Regions from separate parts of the Oryza sativa genome. Here region 2 is linked to region 1. Evidence: chromatin contacts called from public HiCAR-type data. All regions are on one chromosome and are shown on one strand. Each heading gives the region's core, a stretch centred on a gene start, on an enhancer-like site or on the middle of the called end of the contact. The rest is flanking DNA. Distances are from core to core; before and after follow the strand shown.

The links. HiCAR-type assays count read pairs that join an accessible place to other places.
Region 2: a HiCAR-type map of leaf shows a contact between it and region 1, with 8 times the contacts expected there. The contact joins the promoter of LOC4347026 here to the promoter of LOC4347003 in region 1. A contact is called at or near these places in 5 of 15 Hi-C or Micro-C datasets (leaf, panicle, seedling and 1 more) and 1 of 4 datasets of contacts at active chromatin or transcription factors (leaf).

The regions. Positions count from the first base shown.
Region 1 is chr9:18,474,063-18,481,193 of ASM3414082v1, forward strand. LOC4347003 (HMG-Y-related protein A) reads right to left here and starts at 2,655. Exons shown (of 2, transcript XM_015795891.3): 1 at 2,505-2,655; 2 at 1,614-2,426. The coding sequence starts at 2,585. The coding sequence ends at 1,866. LOC4347005 (putative 1-phosphatidylinositol-3-phosphate 5-kinase FAB1C) reads right to left here. Exons shown (of 11, transcript XM_015756917.3): 11 at 5,371-6,138. The coding sequence ends at 5,881.
Region 2 is chr9:18,848,562-18,855,692 of ASM3414082v1, forward strand. It overlaps LOC4347026, which reads right to left and starts at 3,113. Exons shown (of 1, transcript XM_015755906.3): 1 at 2,090-3,113. The coding sequence starts at 3,024. The coding sequence ends at 2,644.

The sequences.
Region 1 (7,131 bases), core at 1,405-3,904:
ATGATTTATATTTCCAAGGTTTGACTTAAACATTGTCCTAAACGACTTCCTTTATGACTCCTTTACGAGTACGGAGGGAGTATGTTTTAAGCCAATCCAAAAGAATTTAATTAGTTTTTTTATAGATATTCCTTTGATCTAAATGACCATGTATGAAAATTTTCCATAGGATTGAATCCTCTAATATTCCTTCAAAAATCCTTTGTTCTAACGGAGCCCTTACTGAAGTGAGCCCAAATCTTTCAAAACAATCAGACAAACAAATGAACAATGGCTGTGAAATGCAAGTCTAGTTCACAGTTACGAGCTATCTGACTGGATTTGTTGTTTCAAGTTTCAGTACAGCGAAAGGATACTCATAAGAGTTTAATCAATATCTTCCGCACCACATCTGTCATCAATATAAGAGGTGGCATAAACATAAGTTGAAACAATCAGCCATGTCCCAGGCAGCAAGCAAGCACCCTACATGGTTCATACTCACGCAATGAACAGAAGTGCTTAAAAAAAGTCATCAATAATCAATAAAACTATAAAAGCATCAACTATAGTACCTACAACAATATCTCTCCCCACCACCCCACCCCCCCCCCCCAAAAAAAAAAAAACAATCTAAGAGTCAAAAGTAACTGAGCTATGGCGTTGTTTGGGTGACCTTAAGATTTCGAGAAGCTAACTGGTGAGAATCTAGGAAACCCAGCTTCTAGCTTCTAATTCATTTTCTGGATTATACAACTATAGCTTCTCAGAACCTAATTGAAAATCTATACTATTTGGGAGAGCTTTTGGCATCTACATCTTCTAGAAGAATCTCTAACTACAAGTAGGCCCTATATCTTAATCTCAGAATTTCTCTAACTGGCAGGGTTTGTGCCTTCCAAATAGAAGGAAATTGCTATGTATACGACCCAATCATCCAACTAACGTATGACTAAGTTTGATCAACGGCTACACTGCATATGAACATCTGCTCCTTTGATTGATCAATTGGTTGCATGCCTCTAGTCGTACATGAGTATGCACAACTGGGTCGTATGTATAGCAGTATTCAAAATTGAATTACCATTACCAAGCACCTACTCCATGTACATTACACAGAAACCCAAAATATCAACTACATATGCAATCATATTCATGGCAGTTGCCAATTGCCACTAGAGTATGAAGCATGACCTGTGCACAAATATTAGTTTCTGGCATCTATACTAAAAGAACCACGGGTTACAATCCATCATCCTTTTTTTGGTTTTCTTTTTTTGGTTTTTTGCGAGGAAGGTCATTATCCATCAATATCAAACAGATAGTTCCGAAGATATGCCCGTAAAGCGCTTTCACCCACTAAATGACTTTAATGGGGGAAAAATGCAAGCTTCTAAAAAAAATTAGCTAAAGACGCCTAACAACTGGAGGATGACTTCATCCAGTCAGAAATATAAGCATTATACAGTCTACATGCAGACTACAGCTTAATTCATGAATAAATCAGCCAATTTTTTTCTCCAGCAAGACCAGCAGCTTAACTCATCGATAAATCAGACTTATTTTTTTGTCCGGCATGGCATAGAACAATTCAACATCATTTGATAACACTAAATGCAGCCACCAATCTAGAATTAACACAAACGACACGAAAGTCACCAACATTACCATAATAATCAGCACGCGATAACACGAATTCAATCACAACTCTCAGCAACGGATGATCCATCCAGCACACCTAAACCTCCCACCATCCGATTAACTTACAATAAGCAGCAACCCGAGCCGCGCCTCCAATCAGTACGAGACATAATCTGAAGACTACGTTACAACCTAAAGGAGCTTACCATCGTCGCCATCGCGGCGATGCGGAGAATCGGAGCTAATCAAGCAGCGGCTGGCTCCCCGACCGGCGCGGCGGGTCTCACCTTGGGCGGGCGCCCACGGCCGCGCTTGACAGGCGGCGCGGCCTCAGCCGCCGCGGCGGGAGCCGAAGCTGCGGCGGGAGCGCCAATGGGGTCTTCCTGTTCGACCTTGGCCTTCTTGGGCGGGCGGCCGCGCGCGCGGGGCATGCCACTGGTGGCCTTCGCGACCGCCTCGGCGAGGGGGTCCTTGGGCTTAGGCGGGCGGCCACGGGGGCGCGGCGAGGAGGCCGCCGGCGCCGCGGGCGCGGGCGCCGGTGCGGCGGCGGCGGCGGCGGCGTCCTTGGGCTTGGGCGGCCTGCCGCGGCCGCGCTTGGGCGGGAGGGACGGGTCGTCGCCGCGGAAGTAGTTGTTCTTGGAGAAGGCGAGCTCGCCGGTCTGCTTCATGCGGGCGAGGTGCGCTGTGAGGAGCGACGGGTGCGCGGGGGGGAGGAGCCCCTCGTACTTCCCCTCGATGTGCTGCGAGATCGCCGTCTTGTTCGACCCGTTCCTGTCGTCCAGCGCCTCGATCGCCGCCAGTATCATCTGCGCGCGCGCCCGCAACGCGGTGAGCTTCACCTCACAGGAAGGGGAGGGGAGGGGAGAGGGGAAAGCGGTTCTTACCTCCGGGTAAGACGGGGTGGCGGCGGGCTTGGGGTCCGCCTCGGCCGCCGCCATGGTCGACGCGTCCTCCTCGGTCGCCATGGGAGTGAGGCGTGGTGTGAACAGGGGGAGAGAAATTTTCGATTTGGATCCAGGGAAGAAGACGACTAGTACTCTCCTCCTCCTCCAAGTAGTAGATAAGAAGAGATGGGGGCGCGTGTATATGCTGCTGCTGAGTATATCGACGAACGCACGCTGACATGTCGGCCATGGTGGAGTGGGGCCCACCTGTCGGTGAGTGTGGGGGGAGTCGTGGGTGGTGAGGTGGGGCGTTTGAGGGTTTTGGGGGGTTGTTTTTTTTTCGAATTTTTTTGACCGGCTTGTGCGGTGAGAGGTTTGGGGAGGAAATGGACGGTGGGGATCGGGGACAACGCGTCGGGATCGGAGGGTGAGGGAGGAAGCGACAAGAGGGGGGCGCGGGGATCGGTGACGTGGCGGTGGGCGCACGCGTGGCACTCGCGGCTGCATCCGTTGGAAATGACTAATCTGCCCACGGAGTTGGGCTCGTCTGTTGGGCCCAACCAAGTTCAGGTCTACTTCCACTTCGCAATTTTGCGTTACACAGTTTAATTTAGTTCCTACTACAGAATACTCTCTCTATATAGTAACTTTTAATATGGTCCTAATAGAAAATCTACTCCACAGTCTTCCGTTGCAACGAGACAAACTAAATGTGCGATTAATTCGCTTCTTTTCGTCTTCGTCGTCTGATTATCTCTTTGGCCCTGGGGGTACAACAACCTAGCGGCTGCGCTGCTGCTGGACAATGCCATCGCGACCGTGAGAAACAGGTGTCCTCTCGGCGGTAGCCGGAGTGGGCGGCAGCGGCGCAACGTCTTCTGGCACGACCACAACCTTAAGCCTCCTAGACGCCTCCTCCCAGAGGAAGGGCACGCCGACGGAAGACCGTAGCAGTGGCGTCATGGGTTGACAGTGCGTCGAGGTCCAGCACCTTGCTTGTCCGCGACCACGCGTGTGCCGATGCTTGCAGGCACAGTGCCACCCGCACTGCCGCTAGACGGCACCTGCAGGCGCACGTCTTGGGGTGGACAAGGCCTAGCCACGGTGGCAAGAAGAGGTGGTCGCGCGGCATAATGGGGAGCGCCATGCTGTGGGCGGCGCGGGTGTTCGTGTTCTTCCCCGCCGCCATGCTAATACCAGTATGACAGCTGTTACCCGATACTTATGATACCTGGCACTTCGTACCTGTGGTATCTGGTATCAACACCTGATACTCGATACTTGTGATACCTGGCACCTAGTATCTACCTAGTACCCGATACCCCCGATACCTGTGATACCTAACACCTAGTACCTACCTAGTACATGATACCAGATACCTGGTACCTGTGGTACAGTATGGTGTACGCTAATTAATCACACATTAAAATTGTTCCGTGACTTCACTTTTTCACGGTATCCCATGGGCTAGCTGCCCTCTAAAAGAATCTTTCAAGTGTATGATATTGTGATAGTGCTTTTTGACCCAATTCTACCAAGACTACTTTTGCTAGCCGAGAGTTCTTGCGTTGCAACGGAAAAAAATGGGTTTCTAGCTTATTAAGTCAATTAAGCACATATTTGGTTCAAGTATTACTTTTATGATTTTGCTTACTGAACAAGTAGGTAATTTCAAATTTTAGAGAGATACAACAGTGAAATATGAGAGGACTTTGGAGGATGGGTGACTAGCCTATTTGGTAGATCGTTGATGGTGATATGGTAGCATATATCATGGGGCATAAATGTTAGGATATGCTACATCCGTACAAAATCCCTTATATTATAGAACGGGAGGAGTAGTTTATAGATTAGTGGTTGAAGTTCTATAATAAAGGTTTAACCTGTAAACATGAAATAATCATAAGTGGAGTACTACATACTACATACTTAGGGCTGGACGAAAAGCTCGTGGCTCGTTAGCTCGCTCGGCTCGACTCATGACGAGCTCGGCTCGGCTCGACTCAGCTCGTTACGGTTTTGAAACGAGCCGAGCTGCAGTTTCAGCTCGTTAAGGCAGCTTACACATAGAGATAAATCAGTAGGACACCTATGGGCCATAAACAAAGCCCCATGACAACCCAAGTACATTAGTCCCCCGTGCATGCGTCTACCGAACAGAAAAGTATCGCTTCCCCTTCCTCTCATCTATCTCCAAACTCCAATCCAGATCGAGTCGCCGTCGGCCGCTCCGAGCCTCCGCGCTGCTACTCCCTGCGTCCATCCATCGCCACGCCCTACCGCACCGGCGCCGCTCCGTGCCGCACCAGCGCTGCTCCTGTCTCCATCCTGTGTTGCCATCGGCCATGCATCCTTGTCAGTCATGACCATGGATGATGGAGCATGAAGAAACGAAAGGATGCTTTCTGCTCTCTACTTCTCTGTCACAGTAGGAGGCTTTTCTGATTTTGCTTTTCGTGGTGAAAGACTTCGGTGTTGTTGTGTTAGAGTTTCTTGATGGGAGATTGTAGACTTTTTCTTATATCTTTTGATAATTTCTCAGATAATTTTGGAGCCATTTCATCTCGCTGCTGCGTTCTCTACTTGTCTGATAAATACTAGCTCTGGCTCGCGAGCCTAACGAGCTAGCTCGAGCTTTCAAACGAGCCGAGCCGAGCCTCGAGCTCGTTAGGATAACGAGCCGAGCCGAGCCAGCTCGTTATCCTAACGAGCTAAACCGAGCCAAGCTGAGCCGAGCCGAGCCGGCTCACTATCCACCCCTATACATACTACAGTAACAGAATATCCCTTTCTCAGCTGCCAAGCATGCAGCCATTTCAACAAAGTCACAAATGGTCCAGAAAAAAAAAATGAAAGTACAGTACTATGACAAAGTAACTGAACTGATACATCTTTAACACAAGTAACTGAGCTGTTACAAATTTCACAAGTAATCGAGATGTTACACCTTTATTGACCTGCCCTCTATCTTGTACAATTCTATATGGATACCAGAGGTAATCAAATCAGAAGAAATGAGGCACAGCACGGCGTCGAATAATCCGCCTTCGCTAGCAGCAAATGCACATTCTACAGGGACCAAGCCTTTTTCCGCCTTGAGATCACGGGGAGAAAGACACTGCAATTGGCATGCTTGGTGTCCAGCCCACACACGACAAGGTGGCCTGATCCTCTGTTTCTATTCTATGATTTCTATCATTCTAAGGCTACAACAATGTTAGTAAGTGACCGAACCAATTAAAGAATGGTTGGCTAAATGGCTACCTGTCTCGTTTCACCCCCATTTTGCTCAAAAAAAAATTACAGCGGGGATGAAACGGTGACGATTCTGCTTCAACGTAGGGTAGGGTGGAAGAGGGAGGCAGGAAAAGCCCTGTTATGATGAGGACCAGTCGTCGGGGACGGCGAGGAAGTACCTCGACATGGCCTTCCTGAACCTCTTCTTGTACTGGACCGGCGATATGACGGTGGGGGCCTCGTTCTTGGAGCCGCCCAGGATGCCGGAGGCCTTCACCCACGTCTCCAGCTGCTTGTCCCAGGTGTACTGCCGGAGGAAGTCGATGATGCCGATCACGAGCTCGTTCTTCCTCTCGTCTACGCCGACCAGAAGCGAGTAGTCCATGACGTCCAATGACTGCAGGAATGAATCGTGTATTCGTGTTATACTGACTGTTTCTCGCAAACAAGCAGGTGGTGAAATCAGGTACTCGTGTTTTAGATTAAGAGTAAAATACACCAGCGGTCCTTAAACTTGTCAGCAGGTTTCACTTAGGTCCACGAACTTGCAAAGTACACATTAAGGTCCCTAAACTTGGTTTATTGTATCATCCTGGTCCAAAGCCGTGTTTAACCGTGGTCTTGCCTACGTGGCACGCCAAGTGGACGATGACATGGATTTTTTTTATTTTTTCTCCCTTCTTCTTTCTTTTTTTCTCTTTCTTCCTTGTCGAAAAGATGAAAATGCCTCATGCACGTCATCGTCCATGTCATCGTCTTTTCATAAAAGAGAAAAGAGAAAGAATAAGGGAGAAAAAATATAAAAAAAAATCCATGTCATCATCCACATGACGTGCCACGTAGGCAAGGCCACGGTCAAACACGGCTTTGGACCGGGATGATACAATAAACCAAGTTTAGGGACCTTGATGTGCGCTTTACAAGTTCGTGGATCTAAGTGAAACCTGCTGACAAGTTTAAGGACCGCTGGTGTATTTTACTCTTAGATTAATGCAGATAATAGGCAACTCGAAATCAGGTACTCGATTTTAAATTATCTCATGCTGGTGTTCGAAACAATCAGTACGCCACATTAATGTGAAGATAACACAACTACTATTTCTTGGTAAGACAAGAAACTATCATCATTCTCTCTGCATAGTTCAATGACTAAAAGGGAGAGTGTACAAGGAGATAAACAACAATATAAGATTGTAAGGTCACATATTCAGTTAGATTCCATTGGGATCTATAAGTTCTAAACCATAGCAAATCTTTAATGACATCTAGAAATAAATAAATTAGGCTTTGTTTGGAACAGAGGAATTCAGGCAAAAATGAAATACTTCCTCCGTTTCATACTATAAGACTTCTAGTATTGTCCACATTCATATATATATATATATATATA
Region 2 (7,131 bases), core at 1,863-4,362, 370 kb after region 1:
TGCTTTAAATAAAAAGAGTTGCATATTTAAGGGTGGATGTCGAGCTGGCTCAGCTCGGGTTCGGTCTAGCTCGTTAGGATAACGAGCTAGCCCGGCTCGGTTCGTTAACCTAACGAGCTAAAAACCCCAGCTCAGCTCGGCTGTAAGCTCGAGCCAGCTCAACTCAGCTCGGCTGTAAGCTCGACTCAGCTCGGCTGTAAGCTCGAGCCAGCTCAACTCAGCTCGGCTGTAAGCTCGACTCAGCTCGTTTAGCTCGCAAGCTGGCACATGCTGACGAAGGTCGCTTTCCTCCTCCATGGCGAGCGCAACGGTGAAACGGTTTGGATGACCAACAGCTGCATGGTGCACACACACCACCAGAAGTAGCAAAATAAATCGGGTGAGATTTATTGAGAAGTGCTGGAAGTCTGAAACTACAAAGGCACACCTGAGCAGAAGAACGACGGCAACGGCGATTGCTAACATGTGGGCTGTGGTGAAGTCATCGTCCTCAGTGAGCAACGAGATCGACGAACAATCGAGGCTGTAACACCGTGCTGCGGTGCTCGGACCTGGGAGCACAAGATGGTGCAACGACGGAGTGAAGGCTAGGAAGGAGGGAGGGCGGAAGCGCGAGGATGCGGCTGCCGACGAAGGAGGCGAGGTGCCGAGGCTGCGGTAGCGGTGCGATTCACAATGGCGATGACGGAGGCGCAATGGGATTGGGGATCGATGGATTGATTCAAGAGTAAATTTAACAGAACTACATGTTTTATGATTCAAGTTGCAGAAAACCATAAATATTTTGATACTTGGTACTTAAGTACATATATTTTGGTAGTTTAGTTTCACAAAACCACACTATCGATGAATGGATTTACTCGTGAGATGACGTGGTCGTTTCATCTAGGATGAAGACGTGGCATCCTATTAATTTCGTGCGATGGCTGGTAATAGGATGACATGTCCTCATCCTAGATGAAACAATCACGTCATCTCGCGGGTGAATCCATTCATTGATAGTGTGGTTCTGTGAAACTACACTACCAAAATATATATACTTAAGTGCCAAGTGTCAAAGTGTGTGTGGTTTTCTGTAACTTGGACTACAAAACGTGTAGTTTTGTGAAATTTACTCTTGATTCAATCCAGGGACACTAGGGTTGGAATATTATGGGCTTTGGACTTTGGAGCGTTTTGAGCCTTAGAGAAAAAACGTGGACTTCATTGTGGCCTAGTTAAGCCTGCCAATGGGTTGGATTGGAATGGGTCTAATGGATTAGTTTTCAATTTGGATTCACTTGGTATGGGTGTAAAGGAAAAAGTCCACATTGACTCCCTTAAAAGTACGCCGAATCTAATTCATACCCCTTAACTAGAAAACCGGGTAGGATGACTCCTCCAACTATTAAAACCGGTAAATTTGACTTCCTCAGCGGTTTTAGAGATGGTTTTGCTGACATGGCGCTTTGACTCGGTCCAACTGGTTGACTCAGCACGTGGGACCCACATGTCAATGTCACATTTTCTTTCTCACTTTCTTTTCTCTTTTTTTCCCTCTTTTTCTCCCAGACCGAAAATTTCCCCTATGCCTCCGAACGGCACCACAAACCGCCGCCGTTCATGGATACCTTCAAGGACGCCATCGATGCTCTTCTCCCCGCCGCGGGAACCCGGCCGATGACGGATGCAGGTTACATATGTAATTATAGTACAAATATAGTGTAATTATGAAAATTACATATGTAATTATAGTATAAATATAGTGTAATTACGAAAATTACATTGTAATTATGTTACAGTTACATTTGACAGATTTTTAGGCTAATTTTCAGTCGAATGTTGTATAGATAGTCCCTTAAGAAAATGCAACGAGTCGAGTCGAGCCGAACGAGCTAATGAGCCACGAGCTTTTCGTCCACCCCTACGTATATTACGATAGTTTTTGTTTAATGACAAATCTAGTAACATCCATTTTATATGTTTGAACTTTTTTATTTGTTGGCTATTAATAGTTAAAGTTGTAAATGTTTGACTTACCACTACTGTAATCTTTTTTAACGTGAACGTGTGTAGGATTGTTGCACGTTCAGAGAAGCATTACGCTTAATTTACAAGCGAAGCATTGCCAATTAAAAATCCACGCTAGCTAGCTTGTGCGTGCAACAACATCTTTACCGATGGACACACGTTACATATATTTCCCTCAGTCACCAAACAGTTGTATGGTCAACGACACCATCAGCCGTAAATCGATCGGCAACTGAAATGATACACGCGACACCAATATCATCGTCTCCACACACCACCACCACGCATGCATGCATGCAGGAGTGCACGCATGGCGACCTCGACTACTCCCTCCGTTTTTAAATATTTAACGCCGTTAATTTATTTAAATATATTTAATCGTTTATTTTATTTAATTTTTTTAAATATGTAAAACTATATATATAATAAAAACATATTTAATAATAAGAAAAAAATATTTTTTTATTTTTTTAATAAGATAAACTGTCAAATATATTAAAAAAATTAACGGTGTTAAATATATAGGTACGGAGGGAGTACGTAGACACGAGCTAGCAAGACAACAAGGCAAGCAATCAAGCGGCACCGGCGCCGCCGTCGACCATCGCCGGCCGGCCGCCGACGCGATGATGATCAAACCTTGGCGAAGCAGAGCTTGACGACGGCGCACTTGAGGAAGCAGGCGACGAAGGTGGGCGGGCTGACGATGTCGGCGACGCAGGTGCCCGCGCACTTGACCAGGCACTTCTGGCAGTTGCTGGGGCAGATGGTGGCGGCGCCGTCGCCGCCGTCGAGGAGGTCGGCGAGGTCCTGATCGTCGGCGAGGCGCGTCTCCAGCTGCTGCAGCGTCGTCGGCGTCGCGTCGTCGTCGTCCTCGACGACGTGATCATCCACGCGCGTGGAGGTGGCGGCGGCGGCCGTCGTCGTGAGCTGCCCGGCGGCGACGGAGAGGGCGACCATCAGGCAGAGGACGGCGGCGGCCATCTTAACCGCGGCGGAAGTGGAAGCCGCCATTGATGGATTGTAACTTGGGACGCGAGAATGCAGCAGGGGTGAGGTGAAGTTGTAGCTTGTAAGCGTGGGGACCGATTGGCTTGGCTAGTTGGCTTACGAGGAAGTAGGGTTCGCTATATTTATAGAGTGCACACATGACACTGCATAGACATTGAGGGCCGAAATATTAAGAGCAGGTACAATAGCAGGCTATAAGCCAGCTGTAAACATATTTTAAAGAGATAAATGAGGTGAGAGAAGAGCAACGGGCTACATATTTGTAGCCAGCTATAGCACGGACTCGAAGACACATTATGTGTATGACAGGTGGGACCAGGTATTAATAGTGTAGTATGTAACTATTGTATGAATGAGCTACTAGATTGGCTATAGATGAATTGGAGCTAGTAGTTGGCTATACTATTAGACTTGCTCTAAGTCGACAGGGACGGAGCTAGCTAGGTAGGAGAGGGGGTGTCAGAAATCCGGTCAAGAATTTTTTTTTTCATTATATATGTACTCCTCAATCTAAACTCATACATTCATATCAGTCTAAACTTGATCTAAACTAGAGTAAAGCAAGCAAGTGGTATCGCTCTCTATTTCGTTAAACTAGAGTAAAGCAAGCAAGTGGTACTGCTCTCTATTTTGTTTTAGCTTCGCACCTGTAAGTTGTATCATATATTCCGTATGTACGTTGGAGAGAGAGCCAATTTACAACTTAATGAACGTGCACTCATATATATTTCGGGCCCGGCATAGAACTATTTTGTCCGAAATTTTTAACTTTTTTAATTCAACCAGAATTTGGTCAAACCCAGTCAAGATCTTTTCAAATTTAATAACAATTTCGTCCAAGCTAGCCCCCGCCGTAAATACGCAAAACGAAATTGCATAACCTGGCAGTCATGTCTTAATAATGGATCGAGATCACCTGCAGTTGTAATGTGGACTGCAACTTTAGCAGTCCTTGCGTGACCGTCAGATCAAAGAAAAACAGCTCAGATTCGGCCAGAACACTATAGCACGCGTATATAGTCCTGTAGCGCCCTGTAGCATGTACTGTAGCGTTGGCAGATTGGTTATGACGTGGCACAGCTATCTGTCCTTTATCAGCTTGATCCGATGGTTGTGAAGGGATGTGACTGCCTAACTTGCAGTCGCTATAACAACTGCACCGGATCTTGATTCCAGAATAATATATGTAGGAACTAAAGGGGTTAAGAGATAAGAAGATTAAATATGCTGTAATTTTAATACTACACATACTTCAATATATTGAAGCATACTTCATAAAAAAATTGCAACTGTAGTCATTCAAAAGACAAACTAGTAGGGAGAAGAAATTACTTGGATGCCCCTTGTTAAACAAGGGAGTGGTTGGAAGTGGGAAAGTAGTTGGGCTTAAAACAAGGAAAAATTAAATGACAGAAGTGCTATAATTTTTTTTACTGAATTTAAATGTTAGAATTGCATTCTGTTTGGAACGAATGATGTACACTGGTTTGATTTTTAAATTTACTATCTCCATCCCAAGTAAGCTCATTTTTTACTCATCTCACACGTACCAGTACAAAACCAATAATTCTAGAACACCCCTACTTTATCAAATCTCAATACAACTATTTCTCAATCTATCTACTCCCAATACAATAATTTTCTACTTTTATAAACTCTGATGCAATGATTAATTACTCTAAAAATAATTATTTTATGATAAATGGAATGAGCTAAAAATGAACATATTACGGACGGATGAAGTAGCAAAAGAAAGGAAATTCGTGTTGCTTTCCATGTATCATAGTCAGTAGCGCCTGGACAGCCCCTTATCCCTTAGATTGCAATCCAATGGTGATCACTCTTACCATTACTAATTGAAATCGAAGTCCTTAATTTCTTATATAAAAGTTTGAACAATAAATTACTCTTATCTAAACAAGAAATAATTTTACAATCCACGATAACTTACCAGTATTACATGTAAAAATATGCAAACTTAGATTAAAAATAGACTAAAACCATATACAACGACAAAATTGCATAGCACTACCATGTGCAATTCTTGGTGACTGGGAAATTTTCTTGCGCCTGAAAGTAGCAAAATCATCCCATATATATACTATAGTCTATGTATAGTATGCACATTACAATATCATTAAGATGCGCGTTTATCCCATAAACCAAACATGTGAAATACCAATTACCGATGTGTTTGACATAATAATGAAGAGGGCCCTCTTACCTTGAAGAAGTTATCTTTCCTTGAAGAGATGGCATTCACAAGGTACGAGCAATTTTATGTTGTTGTTAGTCACTGCGAATATTTTGGGTTAAATGGCTAAACCCTTTGTCTTTACTGTTGTAAGGAATGACCGAATATTCCCTAAATATATGGGAATTATCTAAGAGTTCAATAACCTACATTTATCTTTGACCATGTCCTTACAACAGGAGATGGTAATTGTGCACTGAACATTCATTTCCTCGTTCCAGATCCATTTTGTCTTGCAATGGCTATATATGCAAGAGTAAATTTCACATTGAACCACTTTTTATCACCAATGGATCACCATTTAATCAATGTTTTTGAATTGGATAATCTTACCTTTGTCCCACTTTGGACTACCTGACTCTCTTCTCAAGCATATGAATGATTTTGAGTACACCAACTTCTACTCATCAATGAATTCCCACAATTATATTGAGTCTATTGCTTTGATATATAACAAATTGATGCATATGAATAAAATAGTTGAGGGTGGTCTAAAATGCAACAATGATAAATTTATCTTGTTGAGAGTGGAAAATTTGTTAAAGGGTGGTATAAAACAAAATAATAATAATAATAATAATAATAATAATAATAATAATAATAATAATAATAATAATAATAATAATAATAATAATAATAATAATATATTACTTCCTCCGTTTCACAATGTAAGTCATTCTAGCATTTCCCACATTTATATTGATGTTAATGAATCTAGATAGATATATATGTCTAGATTCATTAACATCAATATGAACGTGAGAAATGTTAGAATGACTTGCATTATGAAACGGAGGAAGTATCCTGTAGGGAATCATGGTATCTGTTACGGAGGACCTAATGGAAATCCATGAAATCTGGACGGGTTTACGGTTGGAATATTCCGTTGGAAAAGTAATTGCCAACGGTATATAGAATCACCGTTGGCGAGTTGACAAATCCCCGACACACTCAATCCCGACCGATGATCCCCCACCATAAACTATCGGTCATAGCATTTCCAATAGTTTTGTAGGATTACCAACGGTGATATTTACCGTCGGCAAAGATTGCATGTCAGTAGTGATAATAAAAGGTAACCTAAAGTAAAATTTACTGTTGTAAATAAATGTTCAATGCGGAGCTCCCTCGCATGGGCCAGGCCAACATGTGTAAGGTATTTGGGCCTGAGAAAAGGGACGATTAATAATCATGTTGTGTAACATTGGCAATATAAACAAAGAGATTGAACGAGCTAGCTAAGGTTCAATCTCTAGCTAATCACACGCATAAGAAATTAGTTAATTAAGAACTGAATGGACATAACTACTCTCGTTTGAGTACAAACATAGATAACATATAGATTAGTACGAGCACCAGCTCATCTAGGCATCAACATGGCATGTAAACCTTCTATTCCAAAATATAAGATATCCATAGTTATCATTTATCAATATTTATAACATTTGAGCAATCATTAAACAAATAAGTATATGGGGATGTTTGATTGACCACAGTACAACATATATAGAACACAAGTGTAGCTTGCAACAAGATTAAGTGCAATTATACCATCAACTAAACGACTGCCTAATAAAATAAATTGTGCCATAACTAAAATTTAACATGGTTACTTGAGGCATTGTTCGTATTTGAATGTTTTTTCATATGATGCAAATTTTATAGTTGTTGATGATATATAATGAAAGAAATTTTGTTGTTGGGTGAGAGGCACTATAGAAAAAAAATATTTTTATAGCCAGAGGGCCCATGCAGACAATGGCGGAAATAGCTTGAAGCCACGCCTAGGCTATCCTATCCTCTCCTCTATAAATTCAATCATTTTTTTTAAAAAATATATATATGAAATTTGTATG